Regions from separate parts of the Xenopus tropicalis genome. Here region 2 is linked to region 1. The links are chromatin contacts, called in public Hi-C maps. All regions are on one chromosome and are shown on one strand. Each heading gives the region's core, a stretch centred on a gene start, on an enhancer-like site or on the middle of the called end of the contact. The rest is flanking DNA. Distances are from core to core; before and after follow the strand shown.

What was found. A called contact is a pair of places that touch in the nucleus more often than the background predicts.
Region 2: a Hi-C map of neurula embryo shows a contact between it and region 1, with 1.9 times the contacts expected there. The contact joins the promoter of ramp1 here to the promoter of atic in region 1. A contact is called at or near these places in 2 of 5 Hi-C or Micro-C datasets (brain and neurula embryo).

The regions. Positions count from the first base shown.
Region 1 is chr9:58,683,099-58,687,626 of UCB_Xtro_10.0, forward strand. atic (5-aminoimidazole-4-carboxamide ribonucleotide formyltransferase/IMP cyclohydrolase) reads left to right here and starts at 1,253. Exons shown (of 16, transcript NM_001005460.1): 1 at 1,253-1,310; 2 at 3,148-3,274; 3 at 3,999-4,075. The coding sequence starts at 1,298.
Region 2 is chr9:59,191,411-59,195,989 of UCB_Xtro_10.0, forward strand. It overlaps ramp1 (receptor (G protein-coupled) activity modifying protein 1), which reads right to left and starts at 2,738. Exons shown (of 3, transcript NM_001079345.1): 1 at 2,644-2,738. The coding sequence starts at 2,695.

The DNA.
Region 1 (4,528 bases), core at 3-2,502:
ATAAGATCTGAGCAGATCTTCTCCTGATATCCCCACTTATGAGAGGGGAACATCAGGCTAATTCAGTCGTTTGGTCCAGGGGCCAAGCGATCAAATTAGAACGGTGGGTATAGGCGGGGACCACATCAACAAGCCAATGCGGTCCCGATCAATGAAACCTGCCCGATCGAGATCTGCCGATTTCAGGCCAGATGTTGGTCAGACAGGCCCGACGTTCCCATACACGAGCAGATACGCTGCCAATTCAGTCTAAAGGACCAATATCAGCAGCTAGAGTTGACCCGTGTATGGTCACCTTAAGGCCTGATTGTATTGCAAGAGCTGGCAGCCTTCAGGAGGGACAATAGATAGCAGGTATAGACAGAAAGGCAGAGTTGGTACTGGGTTTGGGCAGGACAGTCCTTACTCTTCCATGTGGTACAGGCAAGACTGGCACAAGTTACAGGCTATAGATCAAGTGTCTCACAACAGGAATCCAGGAACAAGGCAGGCAGAGGGCTCAAGATCAGGGTCAGGTGCAACTACAATGTGGGAATTGCACTGGTGGCAGGAGGGGATTAAATAACAAATGTTTGTGCCAAACACAACACCCTTGCCATGCCGGCCTCATACCCATGTGACTGGGCGCTGATGTATTCCAGGTGCCTCCTGGCGTGGGGGTTACAGTGTCAGCAGAGACGCCAGCACCTGTGCCCCAGGCTCCCTCACATCCCCTCAGGTCCCTTGCTCCTTATCAGGGTGTTAGATTTATGTGCAGATACATTAACCCTATAATGGCCCAATAAGGGGTGCTTAGCTGTACAGTGCAGCGTTGGGTACCAGTGAATATCCCTGCAGGCACTTCCCCCCTATAATACACACAAAAAGAACACCCCCATTTGTGACCCTGTGTCAATATGGTTTACACCTTTTCTAGAAAAAAAATCTGCCTTTTGTATATAATTTCCTTTTACATCAAGCATCAAGTGTAATTTTCGCTGGCCAGGTGGCAACCCTACGTTGTCTGACTGAATCAGGGAGTCCCTTATACGCGCCTATTTATTTAATTTCCTCATCATTACGCAGTAACATTTAGTTCCTCGCCACGCCCCCGCCCACGCCCCCGCCCCTTTCTCAAATCCCATCACACGCCTGTCACTTAGCCCCGCCCACTCGAGGAAACGTCCCGCTACTTGTTACCTGCCAAGTCCAAAATTATCGTCGGAGCCCCGCCCATCCTGTGTCTGGCCACGCCTTCTCAAAACCAGCAGGCCTCGGGGATCTGCCCCACGTGTAGCTGCTAGCGACCAGCGCAGAGATGGCGGAGATCGGTAAGCGAATCTGTTTCCATAGTGCGACAGGGGGCGGAATCAGTAGCCTGTTAGTACCTTCCGATTAGTTTACCCCATTTTAGTGCGCCTGTTACTTTCCGCGCAGGTTAGCGCTACATCCTGTGGTACCTTGTGTTGCATCCGTATTGCCTGGCTTTTCTCTGCGCCCACACTGCCGAGCACACTGACCCATCCATATTCCGTCCATGTGGCCTTTATATCATTTAGTTCTGCAGCTCAGGCTTTTATTGTGTCCTGCTCAGTTGTGTGCGGAACTAAAACTCTCTTCCTCCAATCTTTTATAATTATTGCTTTTCTGTTGCCACTTTATAATATACAGGTACCATCAATATTCTGCAAACTATATCTTTACAAACGGTGCTTAGTGATGTCTTTTCTATCACCTGTGAAAGCTTGTGTATTATAATAAATAAAGTACTCCTCCCTTATATATATCCTCCCTTATATATATCCTCCCTTATATATATCCTCCCTTATATATATCCTCCCTTATATATATTAGGATGTTAGAAGTAACCTTGCACAGTTCCATGACCTGATAGGGTCAGGGAATTCCTCTGTGACTTATGTTAGCCTTATATTTTACAACAGGTAGTACATTATTCACTATATAATATACGGTTTGGTCATTTCCCTATGGGACCAAACTGTAAATTATATCCTTAAAAACAGTGCTTAGTGATGTCATCAGTTATAATCGGAGCTTAGTGATGTAATTTCTGTCACATGACTTACTAAAACTTGTATATTATAATAAATAATGTACACTGTTGTAAAATATAAGGATATTAGAAGTCACCTCAGAGTTTCGTGACCTGTATAAAAGCACTTGGCCTTCAGCCTCATGCTTATATATGGTTGTAGAACTCCTCGATGACTTGTAATATCCTTATATTTTACAATAGGCAGTACTTTATTCACTATGTAAATGGTACTCGGCTAGGTCCATGCAGCAAGACACTGCACAAGACTTTCTGCTCATGGGAGCCCCATTTAATGAGACAGTAAATCAAACAACCCCCCCAAAATAAAACCAATGATCCTGTGGTTTTATTGGAAAAATAAATTGCTGTGCATGGGTTCTTGCTTGCTTCATATATGAAATGCCAATGTGCAATTGGTTTTAATCTAAATTTTTTTAAATATTCTTTATTTTGTAACAAGTAATGGGGGTACGGTTTTAATCTAAATTTACCCTGTATGGGGCGGGCTCTGAGCACCATAAAAAACACAAAATGTGGGGTTGTGGGAGCACTCGAAGGCTAAGTAAAAAATAAGTTCAAGGGAAATGCAACTGATCTGGCCAAATTAGCTACAAACATAGAGAAGAGAGGGGGGGGATTCATCAATGTACATTCCCTGGCCCACTGTTACGAAAGTAACCTAGTACCTGTGCAAGTGCATGTATTTTTAGAAAACATGTTTATAGTTAAAGTTATAATCATAAAATTGGTAAGCCACTTGATATGCCGTAAGGAAAAAACCCTAAAAAACAAACAAAGGGAGATAAACAGGCACTTTGTAGAAAAATGATAGGTTAATTTATTAGTACCCCATTGTTTGTACCCAGAAGTGTATCTAATGCTCAACATTACAAAACCAGTTAGTTGTATAGCTGGAAAGTCATCCCCCTCATCTTAAGAGAGTGGGAATGCTCAGTTGAGCAGTCATTGAACATTTACTGTATTTGACTTCAGTTCTACCATGTGACCACTAGCAGACAGCAGATGTTATGGAGCTTGATGTAATAATGCAGTGTAATTCCAGTTTGAGTCACATGTTAAGGAATATTTCTGTTCTTAATTTTTATTTGCAGCTCTGTTCAGTGTGTCTGATAAAACCGGACTGGTAGAGTTTGCGCAGCAGCTGAGCACCCTTGGCCTCTCTTTAGTTGCCTCTGGAGGGACTGCAAAGTGTCTGCGGGATGCTGGCCTCTCTGTCAGGTAAAGAACTTATTTATCTGTTTATACTAAGTAATCTTTTTATCTCTCTACATTTAAGGGTTCTGGTACATGGGGAGATTAGTCGCCACCCAAAGGGATTGAAAAATCAAAAAACAAAAGCCAGTTTCTTGGAGGTTTTTTTTTTTTTTTTTTTACTTTACAACCCCTTTAAATTTAGTAGCCCATATTAGAGGTGAGAGGTACCCAGTAAATACTACTTGGTGATTGTTCCAGGTTAGGTAATCCATACCTACCATTTGATTGCATCTAAATATTATGTCCTGTTCCCCTTCACTGGTGAAAAAAAGTACATGTGCTCTAAAGTTCTAAAATAGTTAATATTGATATATCGCCAGTAAAAGAGAACCTCTGTAGTATACAATGTGTTTAGCAGTACATTATATTGTTATTACTTTTATACACTTTAATTTTTTGGTGTTACTGTTCCTTTAAAAGAGACGGACATATCCTGCACTGATGTGCTTTACAGAGCATAGGTACTGGCAGCCATGCTGAGTTGGGAGTGTCACGGTTATTATACAACTACAACGAAACAGTTATCCAGCCTACTTGTCATGGACTGCCATGCAGGATATTCAGTAAAATGAAGATGCTGTAGATTACTATGAGATTTTATTGAGATCCCATAAGCATTAGTTGTTCACGTTCTGACAGATGAGGACAAAGCTGCAATATTCAAATAACATTTTGTTTTCTGTTACAGGGATGTGTCTGAGATCACTGGGTTTCCCGAAATGTTGGGGGGCCGGGTGAAAACTCTGCACCCTGCAGTTCACGCAGGTGAGTTATAAAGCTAAGTGGGAAATTGCACGTGAGAATAAGTTAGGCAAGTCAAATCTTGATCACAGCTAAATTAAGTGTCTCTCAAGACTTCCAAATGTACATATAATTACTCTCTGCATTGAGTCTTTGCTGTGTTCTCCAGAGAGACAGATTTAGGACAGTTTGTGCCCTGCCTGTGGAGACACAATTCTAATGTCTGGTACTCATGTCTGTCAGAACCAAGCACAAGCACTCTATCCACTGTGCTCAAGCAATGGACCCTTCACACTCAAAATGCAAGTCTTTGTATAGACAACTTTATAAAGCTTTTGTTATTGGAGACCCAGATTAGGTCCCATATGATCTTCACTACACAGAAATGTTTTGGAACTGGTTATGCACCTTACAATAACTACAGTTATGTACTGTATAAATGAAATATATAATAATGAAATACATTTTTATACACAT
Region 2 (4,579 bases), core at 1,488-3,987, 510 kb after region 1:
CCTTTAGCAACTCCCACAATGCTGTGCTCTAAACGTTATGCCCGTAGAGTAAGGTGCAGAGTGCAGCCATGTCCTGGGTGCAAGTGCTCTGTAAGTGATTATATTTTGACAGTTTTTTCCCAAGATCATATTGATTTTGCGTTTTAATGATAGTTCCCCTTTAATATTTTATTTGCTCTGCTGTTTGGAATTAAAATGGATTTGTAGATTCAAGATTAATAGTAAGTAGATGGCTTCAACAAATAGATATCCAATACAAATACTCTAAAAAAAGTGACAGAATTCATGGTTTTTTTTAGTTTTTTTGGGGGGGTGCTGTATTCAGTGACCCTGGCAACCAGATGGCATTTTAACTGAGACCTGGAAAGAGGCAGAATTCATGGACAAATAAGTAAAAAGAAACAAATAGACCAAATGAAAAGTAACTGAGTAGGTCACATACAATATATGTAAAGCTCATTTTAAAGAGAACCTATAGGACAAATAAGCATTGGATCTGAATGTTGCACTTCTTAGCTGTTAGAGCCATTACTAATACAGTACCTCAGGGATATGCATCGCATTACCACAGAAAGTGGCACAGCTTTGGTACCCATAATAACATCTGCCAAAATACAGGTTATCAGAACTGAATGAACAAGTATGTTCCAGGTCTTACTTATAAAACGAGCTCATTTGTGCGGCACAACTAGGCCAGTACTCTTTACTTACCCTCAAGACAAAAACCTATCTGTCTCCTATTATTAGCAGCTCTGCAGCCATTTTTCCATACCTTCCTCTAATTACTGCAAAGAAAAACTCAACACTCATTCCCCCTCCCACATTATTTCAGCTGGCAGTACCCCTCTCCCCCCAAAATCTGCACAAGGAACACTTGCTCCCTCGCTTTGTCTTTGTTCTACAGCAAACAAGCTGGACGAAACACCCCAGAGAGGTTTGTGGCACTTGGAGAGATAACATGTTATAAGCATTATGAGTATGCCTCTATTAGTTCTATGGAGTCTGCTTTGTATCAGGTTATGTGCAGCTATCACATAAAGCAAAGGTATATGGATTCCAATGATTTTTTTTATGGAGTTTGCTTGGTACCAGCAATGCCCTGGCTAATGCAGCAAGAAAAATCGCGTTTTGTGCAATCTCAATTGTGTGTTTCTTTTTTGCAAAATAAAAGCAACTGTCACTATAAAATTTCAGTAGTTTTACAGTTATTTGTAAATGTAACTGGGATCATAAGCAGTATCTGTTTATCCCTTTCTCTTCTCTGGCTCTGACTTCTGAAACAATGTAGCAGAATTCAGTTCTCCCCCAGGTCTGTTAATCAGCTGCTACATAGTTCCAGGAGCCAGAAGTGCTCAGACTATAAACAGCCAGACAGACACTGCTATCAATAGTAATAACATTTACAAATAATTTTAAAACCATTGAAAATGTGTAATAAATTAATATTTAAAAGTTGCTTAGAATTACACATTCTTGCATTGTACAACAGGGAAAACTTTGTATTTGGAGGAGGTTACCTTTTAGAAGTTAAAAATGTATATGTTTTGTAAAGTGTGGCTGAGAGTATAAGGAAGCAAGGACAACTATGCCTTACAGGCTTTTTTTTTAGCAAGATTATTAATCATTTTCTTATTAGTGATGTTTATAGACTCTCTCCCAAGGCAGACAATTCAGCTTCATCACTTAAACACACAGCCCCCAAGCATGCCCAATCTGTACTGGGATACCCTTGTCCAGCAGCAGATGTAACTGGATTGATTACTGGATCACATTATACATCAAGTAATATTTATTGGTGTTTTTAAAACTTCAACCTTGAAACTGTGTATTTGACTCCCAATGCATTATCTGCTACATAAGAGAATTTCTTCTCCATTCTTGTTTACAGGGTAACCCTTTTGAAATAAAAAATACCAAAAGTGGTATAAAGGTGATACCTTTATTGGCTAACTAAGATAACCATAGCAAGCTTTCAGAACATTTTAGTTCCTTTTTCAAAGGTAATCAGCTTGAAAAAGGAACTAAAATGTTCTGAAAGCTTGCTATGGTTATCTTAGCAAGCCAAAGGTATCACCTTTATACCACTTTTGGTATTTTTTATTTCAAAAGGGTTACCCTGTAAACATTTTTTGACTGGCTAACACGGTACATCACCTTTTCCTGCTTCTCCATTCTTGTGACTCCTCCAACTGGCAAACCTATAATGATATCTATAAGGCATTGGGCTCAATGGGTCCTGGTGTTATAACCAAATGATACTACATAACAAGTACAGAGAAAAGACACTATAATAAAAAGGCTGTATCTGTGCAAACTTTCTGAGATAGAAACAGAACTTTCTAAGATGTATGGATGACTGGCAAACTAAAGAGTAGCATTACCCTGGGTGCAGGCTGGACCATTCACTGTGCAGGTAAATCACACATTGTATGTTACAACTATGGGAAGTAAAGAAGCTGCTGTTACAGCCATGTGAGGCTCAATGTGATGATAAACATGAGAAAGGGTGTGAGCTCTACCCATAGGAGATAGTTTAATGGAAAAGGCACAGTAAATAGTAATTATCAGCTGTCAGACTGGAACCCTGAGAGTGAGAAGTAGAACATGGCAACTGTGCTGGGTATGGCAGGGATGGCCACTCACCTAGGAGGATCCATAGAAGGTGCTGGGGGTTGAGGAGGAATCCCTGTGGCATGTCTGTGCTGCCGGTGTATCTCACAGGGAGGCGTCCATCACAGCACAGTTCTTAGTCCCACTGTTGGGTGCAGCAACCAGGTGCAGGACCAGCACAAATGCCCTCACCCCCCCCCCCCTACCAAAATATACAGGAGGAGCCAAAATGGACCACCCAGCACTGATAATACTTTGATGCAGTCGGCAGTCAGAATGGTTCTGTAGGACAGACGGTATTGGACGAATAAAGCGCAAAGCCTCCCATATCCCCCCTCAGGTGGCAGCTGGGTTCCAGTGAGTGAGGCGGCGAGGCATTTCCCTGCGAGTTGGGCTCTCCCGTCCCGCACTGAGGGGCGACACACGGCCAATTAGGCAGTCTTCCCTCGTTTGCTCCACTTTACACTGGATTGGGTTCAGCCTTCCGCTGGGATTGTCTCCGCCGCTACGGGAAACTTCTTTTGAATGGCAGGCAGTGCAGGCGTGTGTCTGTGTGGGAGGAAGGTCGCTCTCTCATTGCCCGGAGTGTCCGTGTGTGTAACTTACTGACCCGGGCACCCAAACTAAATGTAGCGCCGGTCGCTTGGTGGAGGCATCCAACTAACAGAGGGGAGTGTCCAGCCTGCTCTCTATAAGGAGGCATTCCTGGAAATGGCTGGGGAGTCACCTGTACCAGTCATGGTACCTTCCTATCTCCAGCCTGAGGCATGGAATCCGCTTGTGTCTCTGGCAATCAGCTGCTCAGAGCTGGAGAGATGGATTCAGCCCTTGGCCACTCTTGGGTGGGAGATAGGGTGCTACTGGGGTTGCCATTTGTCATGCCATCCATCTTGTTTAGGAGGGCAGGTGTGGGGATGGGGGGCTGTGTGCCTAAAGAGTTCCAAGGATTGAATTTATCCGCCACACAGTGAATATTGCATTCAGTCCTTGTTTTCCCACAAAGTCCAGGTAGCCCAGAATATTAGAGTGCAGGCTGCCAGTGGCCTTTCCCATTCATTTGTGTCACCTTTCCCTGCCCTATCTTGGCTCTTCCAACACCCCCCTCTGTTGGAAGTACAGTAACCCATAATTTTAAATGAGTTGGCAAATTGAGTTTTTCTTTGTGCTACTTGTAGCACAGGTCACTTGCCCATAGCATTCTCTGTGTGACATGTATAAACACATGCTTAAAGGCAATTCTTGGCTGAAAACACAGTTTGCCATGTTTGCCTCACTACATTTCAGGCAAAAATCTCAAGCCCAAGTGGCTTCCCCATTAACATCATATGCAAGTGATCAGTAGAGGGGAACAGGTGTATCTTCATTGTTCATTCTTGTTGTCACAACAGGGGGGTAGGAAAACACCCTGATATACAATGGCCTATGGTGTCTTGTTCCTGTGTAAGTGAAAGGAAGGCCTTTCTTAAGTCCCTCCATTGTGTATGTGGATGAGTGAAGGTATTGTTCCTTTATATGTAATTAAGGGACCCCCTGCAATTAGGGCAAAGAAACACAGAGCTACTTAGTAGCAGCCAACTGTTACAGCTACTAAACTCAAGAAAATACCCTGCCATACTGAGAATTGCCTCTGCTAAAACACACATAGAGACAATTATCACTAAATGATCAGCATTGTCTATTCTAGTTTAGTTTTTAAAAAGTCAGTTGCACAGACTAATCGTGGCAATTTTCCCACCATAGGGTAGTGTATAAGTCGCTGTGACTAATCTTGTGCAGGTTTTAGCTGTGCGGATTTGTTGCCATGACTTTTTAAAAAATCACAGCAACTAATTGCTGTGTGTCTTCACCCTTAGGGTGGTCATACAAGGTTTCGGTTTCTGAAGTCATGGAAAGTTTCCTCCTGCAGGCAACTTTGCACGGCTTTGGAGACCGAATTGATGCAAAGGTCTTTTCACCAGTGACTTCTATT